2 separate regions of the Mus musculus genome follow, and region 2 is linked to region 1. Evidence: chromatin contacts called from public Hi-C data. All regions are on one chromosome and are shown on one strand. The core of a region is the stretch at or near the end of the contact, and the rest is flanking DNA. Distances in the headings are between cores, read along the strand shown. Region 1 overlaps Iqck (IQ motif containing K). Region 2 holds the start of Gprc5b (G protein-coupled receptor, family C, group 5, member B).

Evidence for each region. A called contact is a pair of places that touch in the nucleus more often than the background predicts.
Region 2: a contact with region 1 is called in a Hi-C map of cortical neurons, with 4 times the contacts expected there. The contact joins the promoter of Gprc5b here to the enhancer-like site in region 1. A contact is called at or near these places in 2 of 39 promoter capture datasets (hippocampal neurons and liver), 1 of 15 datasets of contacts at CTCF or cohesin (the NIH/3T3 cell line), 9 of 484 Hi-C or Micro-C datasets (the HL-1 cell line, brown adipocytes, cortical neurons and 4 more) and 8 of 115 datasets of contacts at active chromatin or transcription factors (bone marrow-derived macrophages, embryonic stem cells, neural progenitor cells and 1 more).

What each region holds. Positions count from the first base shown.
Region 1 is chr7:118,952,363-118,955,357 of GRCm38.p6, reverse strand. All of the region lies in intron 8 of Iqck (IQ motif containing K), which reads right to left. Among named protein-coding and RNA genes, the nearest start is that of Gm39076, 31 kb to the left of the region's middle. Within about 2 kb of position 1,452, at least 14 of the 459 cell types and tissues checked have an H3K27ac peak or open chromatin away from gene starts, as enhancers often do. A contact at or near this core is called in the HL-1 cell line, cortical neurons and neural progenitor cells, where this site is marked.
Region 2 is chr7:118,993,691-118,996,573 of GRCm38.p6, reverse strand. It overlaps Gprc5b (G protein-coupled receptor, family C, group 5, member B), which reads left to right and starts at 1,363. Exons shown (of 4, transcript NM_022420.2): 1 at 1,363-1,534.

The sequences.
Region 1 (2,995 bases), core at 203-2,702:
CTACAGAGTAGACATAGTAATGACCAACATGCTCAGAAAAGATCCCCAACAGCATTAGTCACTAAAAAATACAAATGAGATGCCATCTGACACCCACTACAATGACTAATCTAACAGATAATACTGAGTGACATGTATCATATCAGGCATGTTCATGTAGAAACATCTTCCCGCATGGTTGGTGGGCATGTGACCTTTCTCAGCCACATTGGAGAGCTCTCTGGGAGTTCTTGGGGACACACACACACACACACACACACACACACACACACACACTAAAGTTAGCACATGGCCCAGCAATTCCACTCTTAAACATATAACCAAGAGAAGTGAAATGCATGCTTACAAGGAATCTTGTGAATGAGGCTTATGGTAGCATCATTCCTAATGGTTGCATGCCATAATGGTCAGCTTCTTTTGTCTACATGATAAAATCTACAATCACCTGGGAGATGGGCCTGCGAGCATACGTGTGTGGCAATGCCTCTATTAGGTTAATGGAGGTAAGAAGATCTGCCCACAGTGGGTGAGATCCTGGACTGTACAAAAAGGAGAAAATGAGCTGAGTCCAAACAGCCATTGATCTCTGCTTCCTGGCTGAATATACAATGAGACAGGGTCCCTCAGGCTCCTGTGGTCATGACTTCTCCTTCATGACGGACTGTACCTGGAATGGTGAGTCAAAACAAAAACCCATTCTCCTGTAAGTTGTCTTGGTTGGTTTTTGTTTGTTTGTTTTTGTTATATCTATAGATATAGATATCACAGAATCAGGAAAAGAAGCTTAAACATGGGTATTATCTCATCTGAGTCTCTCTAAAATGGGGGTGGGGATATAATGTCCATTGCTCAGATGAAGAAACCAAAGGTCAGAGAGGCTGAGTAGCATGTTTACCATCACACAGCCAGTGAGGATTTGTGGGAACATTAAATCAACTCCTGTATTTATAGCCGGACTTATAGGTAAAAGCTGAACTATGAGGAAAGTTCATGTGTGGCTCAAGGATGCAGTTACAATGACCTCTGGCCTCACTCCCGATGCCGTTCTTGAGGCTCCTGTAGTTCTGCCATTACCAGACGCTCTTCCTGATACATTTCTGAATGTTGTAAAAGGGAATGAGGTGAATGCGATGCTTGCAGTAACAACAGGACAAACTGCATGGCCCTGAGTGTCATCCAGAGCCGCCTCCTCGAATGGAGCCCCACAGAGCCCCACAAAGCTGTGCCAAGCTTTCCTGTGGAATAGGAGCAAGCGGAGGGAGGAGCTGAAGACCTTTGATACCTTGCTTTTCTCCCTTCTCGTGGTGAAACCTCACAGATTGGTGAGTGGGCAGGTATTAAAGGATAGGAAAAGGAAACCAGTCTGTGCTTTGTAACGTCCAGGCTCCTTAGCTCTGTGCCTTTAAATGCATTCAAGCTCAAACTAATGAGAGTCGGATCTGAAAACTGGTAGACACTTTAGCTGTTTGGATTCTAAATTTAGATTGTAAGGGTGAATACCGTGAGTCAACAAACTCACAGGGTGGGGGTGGGAGGGAGCCGCTTGGCAGGTGGCACTGTTGCTCTCTAAGGCCTAAAGGACCATGTGCTTTATGCCCTGGGCAATGGACTCAGAGGCAGGATCCTGACAGATGCTCTACGAAACACCTTCAGGTCCCCTAAGCACTGCCACTCCATAGGTGACAGCCACACAGTGCAGCAATATGAGGGGGACAGGGAGGACTCTGGGGTCACCCTTTTGCTTTGCAGCTTTGGGTATAACATTTAGCCTCTCTGTGACTCAGTTTCCTTATCCATAAGATGTGATCAGCTGTCTACTTCAGAGGAGTGTGTGAAGATGAGGAGGCTGAAGTGCTGCAAGTGGTGTGCTTGCTTCAGGACAAGCACTCAGTGACTGGGACCCTTGTTACCACTATAGAGACTGTGGGTCATCAAAGGAGAGATCAATGGCTGGAACTGCACTGTAGAAAACTAAAACAGGAATGGACACCTTGCTGGGGGTTGATGGGTCCAAGCATAGTGTATGTGCATGGGGGGCACTCCACGTTATATATAGGAAGGAACTTTCAAATAACAGAAGAAAAAGAAATAGAGAGGGGGTGGGGATGAGGATACAGCACAGTGGAAGAGTGCTTCAATCAGCCATGGGAGGGGAGAAGGTGGGAATGGAGAAGGAAGGAGCAAAAGCCAGCTCATCCTTGCTGTTGGGGACATTCCTGTCTAGTGGGGCCCTAGGAACAACACACAAAACAAATAAAAAGGGGGTTAAATGAGTTGTGTGCCATGTGAGTTCCATCTCAGTAAAATTGCTGTAGCAAAGTAGAAATGACTCCAGGGACTGGACAGGTTAAAACTCCTACCAATGGCCAAGTTAAATCCATCCCACAGCAAGAGGGAGTTTACAAAGGAATGAACGAAGCACCATCTAAAACCTAGCAGATGCTCGATCCAAAGCTGGGGAACAGGGCCTGGCCAGCCAGGGTCATTTCCCCCACCATGTACTGCGGCCAAGGTCAAGTGCAGCCACATATTTCTTTATGTCCTGTGCTATGAAGAAGAAACAGTTCCAACTCTAAGAGGCATGTCATAAGACAAGTTGTGGGGGTGGCTTTTTGAACCATGCTGTAGAACATAACCTTAATTTTTTCAAAATCTATTTTTAATGATGGTTCTTAAATGCTTTAATCTCCCTTTTAGCCCACTACCCACCAGAGGTAGTGGGAAAGAAAGGATATGGGGAAGTGGACCTGTTTAGAAAGGTTCTTTGGAGCAACTCTTGTCTGTGTCGTGTGGAAATCAGCAGTTCAGTTCACAAGCTAGCAGCAGCAGCTCGATCCACTTGCAAACACTTCACCAGCAGTCCAGTTCAGTAAAGTCATAGCAAACACGAGTCAGCAGTGATGGCACTACCTAGCAGACAGCCAGGCCTCAGTCTCAGCTGGAGTCAGCAGGAGGAGCGCAGTTCTCGCAGTTCTCGGCTGTGCCTCTCTCAGGG
Region 2 (2,883 bases), core at 114-2,613, 41 kb before region 1:
CTGGGACATGGAGCCAGGTGTTTCTCACCCAACACTGAACGGAACTTTCAAAGGCCAGATGCCTGTGCGGAGAACTTTACAATGTATTCCAGGTGTACACCAGTGGTCACATATTAAAACAGTCTGGGTTACACAGTTGAGGTCCTGAAGACCAGGAAGGCAAACGTTTAAAAGCTGTCGGTGTCAATTCCACAAACTACCACCAGGGGACAGTGCACATCCACGTTCCAGTTCTTCGGTCTGACCAGTACTAGCTTGGGAAGACCTTGTCCTGCAAAACATTTAACAAACGCCTACTGTGTACCAAGCCCTGTTTCTGGCGCCGGGACAATGTCGCTAACATGGGGAAGGGCTGTGTCATAGGAGCACGTCCCTTACATGTGTCCTTAAAATATACATATGTGTGTGTGTGTGTGTGTGTGTGTGTGTGTGTGTGTGTGTGTGTGTGTATTCACAGAGACGCATAGCCAAGCTCTATGTGGCCTGACCCTGGAGAAAACTAACTTGAAGAAAGAGAGAAAAGGACTTTCAGGGACTAAGAAAAGGTAAGGAACAACCCGAGACTGACAGCTCGCTGCAGGGGATGCCGAAGCGCAGTCTCCCTAAGCCTAGCCTAGATGATGCTGACCTCAGACAGCCAGGTGAGCGATGTCCCAGACTCCTCCAGCATGTATGTCCGATGCCTGCCCTGTGGTCACTGGAGGTATCTGTGCCCTGAGCGTCAGTGCAGCGCACAGCCAGAATCTGGTCTCTCTAGGTATGTGTGCCCAAGAGAGTGGCGGGTGTGTGCCTATGTGAATGATGTGTAAGAGATGGTGGTGATCTTGTACACGGACCATCGTGAGGAGGTCACCTCGGTGATGGTCACGTTTGGGATAGCCAAAGATATCGGTGCTGGGTTCAGTGTGCTTAAAGAGGAAAGGACGGGCTGGAGCAGGGTGGAAGAGGGCAGGGAATGTGCTCATCGGGGACCTTCCTAAGTGCATCACAGCGAGGCTTTGGTGACTTTAGAACGCATGCAGTAGAACCTTGTCCAAGACCTGCTGCCGGTGTGTGAGGGGAGTGCCCCTCTAGGATCCTCGTAGGAATATTGCGTCCTATGTGGCTGAGGATGTTTCTACAGATCAATCTGAGCAACTGTGCGTCTGGACTCTTAATAGGGAGGAGGAGATGTCCTCGAATTTGGGGCACCAGGAGTTTTGGGTGAGAAAGCCGTCTTAGCGCTCCGAGCAAGCCAGGAAGGCGCCTGGGGATGCGAGCAAGCTGTGGCTCTGGTCCTGGTGGTGAGCAGAGCTGCAGACCCGGCAGGGGCGGGGCTTGCTGGGGCGGGGCCTAACGGAGAGGCGGGGCCGCGGCTGCTGCAGCGCGGGCCGGGCCAGGGGGCGCCTCGCGCGGCCGCAGCTCGGAAGGGCGATGCAGTGAGGCGGGCTCGGCTGGCGGGCGTGCGCGGAGCGGGGGCCGCGGGCGCGCTGCAGAGATGTGACTTGGGCCCAGGGCCAGCAGGAGCGTCGGCGCTGCGGGGACGCGAGGGTCGGTGAGTACCAGCCAGCGCGGGCACGGGGAGGGCGCCGTAGGGACCCCAGAAACTTTTCCCGCCGTGATTTTGGAAAGATCCGGAGCGGATCCTGGCTCGTGCTTTTTCTGTTCTCCCTTCTCCCCCTCCTCCTCCTCCTTGGGGTACATCTGCAGAAGCCGTGGGGTTCGAGTGAGGGGTGCCACAGTGCGGCGGGAGAGGAGCCGCATTGGACCGACCGAGGGCAGTGGTTTGGGGACCTTTATCTGGTGGGGGAATCCACGAACTAAGGCTCTGACTATGGTCCGGGGTGAGGACAGACTACAAGCGTCTGGGAATAAAGGGGAATCTGGCCCTGTGCTAGTGACCCCTGTGAGGGACGTCGCCTGCAGGTTCCAGGGGGCCTGGCGGTTGGTGGGGTGCGAGGACAGCCAGGGTGCTGGTCCTGAACTAAGCACTACATGGCCTGAGGCAGGGGCCGGCCTTTGGAGACCTGAAATCTCACCTGCCGCAGGGTCTGGGGAACCCAGCTTGCAGCCCGCAGTGGCCACGCACTCTTGGAAAAAGGCGCGAGAGGGTGGGCACCACAGGGAGGGAATCTGAAGCTGGGGGACAAATAGTGGGCTGGCAATCTAGGGGCGGCTGCTTATGGTGAAGCGGAAGAATTTCTATCCCAGGCGAGGGCACTTGGGCCTCTGAGGAAAGCAGCCAGGCTAGGGGTAAGGACTACCCAGTGCAACGTCCCCTCTTCCTAGGGGACTGGGGCTCGAAGCCCCAAAGGACCCCACACATTTCATGGACCTGGTGGGAGAGATGAGCACAGATGAGGATCCAGCACCCCTCCTTGGCCGGCGGTAGCTGATTAAACAGTTTTGGATCGGCCCACCGACCTTGCTCCAGAGGACGCCCCCAGATCAGAGTGTTCATCCCCCTGTTCTAGCTCGGCCTAGCCAGTTACCCCCTTCTTCTTCTGTTCGCCAAGGGGGCGGCTCTTTGGAAGAGGGACAAAGGCCCCGGGAGTGTGGCGGGCACCATCGTCCCTGCCTGGGGCCCCCAAGCACACGCGCCGCATCGGCCGCCGGACTGCGCCGGGGTGGGGGCACCTGAGCAGCGTCCAGAAAGCTCCGGGGGTCCCCACAAAGACAAGAGGATGCAGAAGAGGCTAAGCACACCCCGTAGACAAAGCACTTGAGAACGTTATTTCCTAAGTTTCTTTGGTGGGCACTCAGAGCTTTGGGAATAACCGCACTTGGAGTTAAACTGCATGCAAATTACATGTAAATAGAATGCAAATTGGCATCTGTTGGTTGGAAACCCTCCTCTGGGCTAGTTTTCTATCTGGGCTGTGAACACTGTTTCCCTGATCCTCT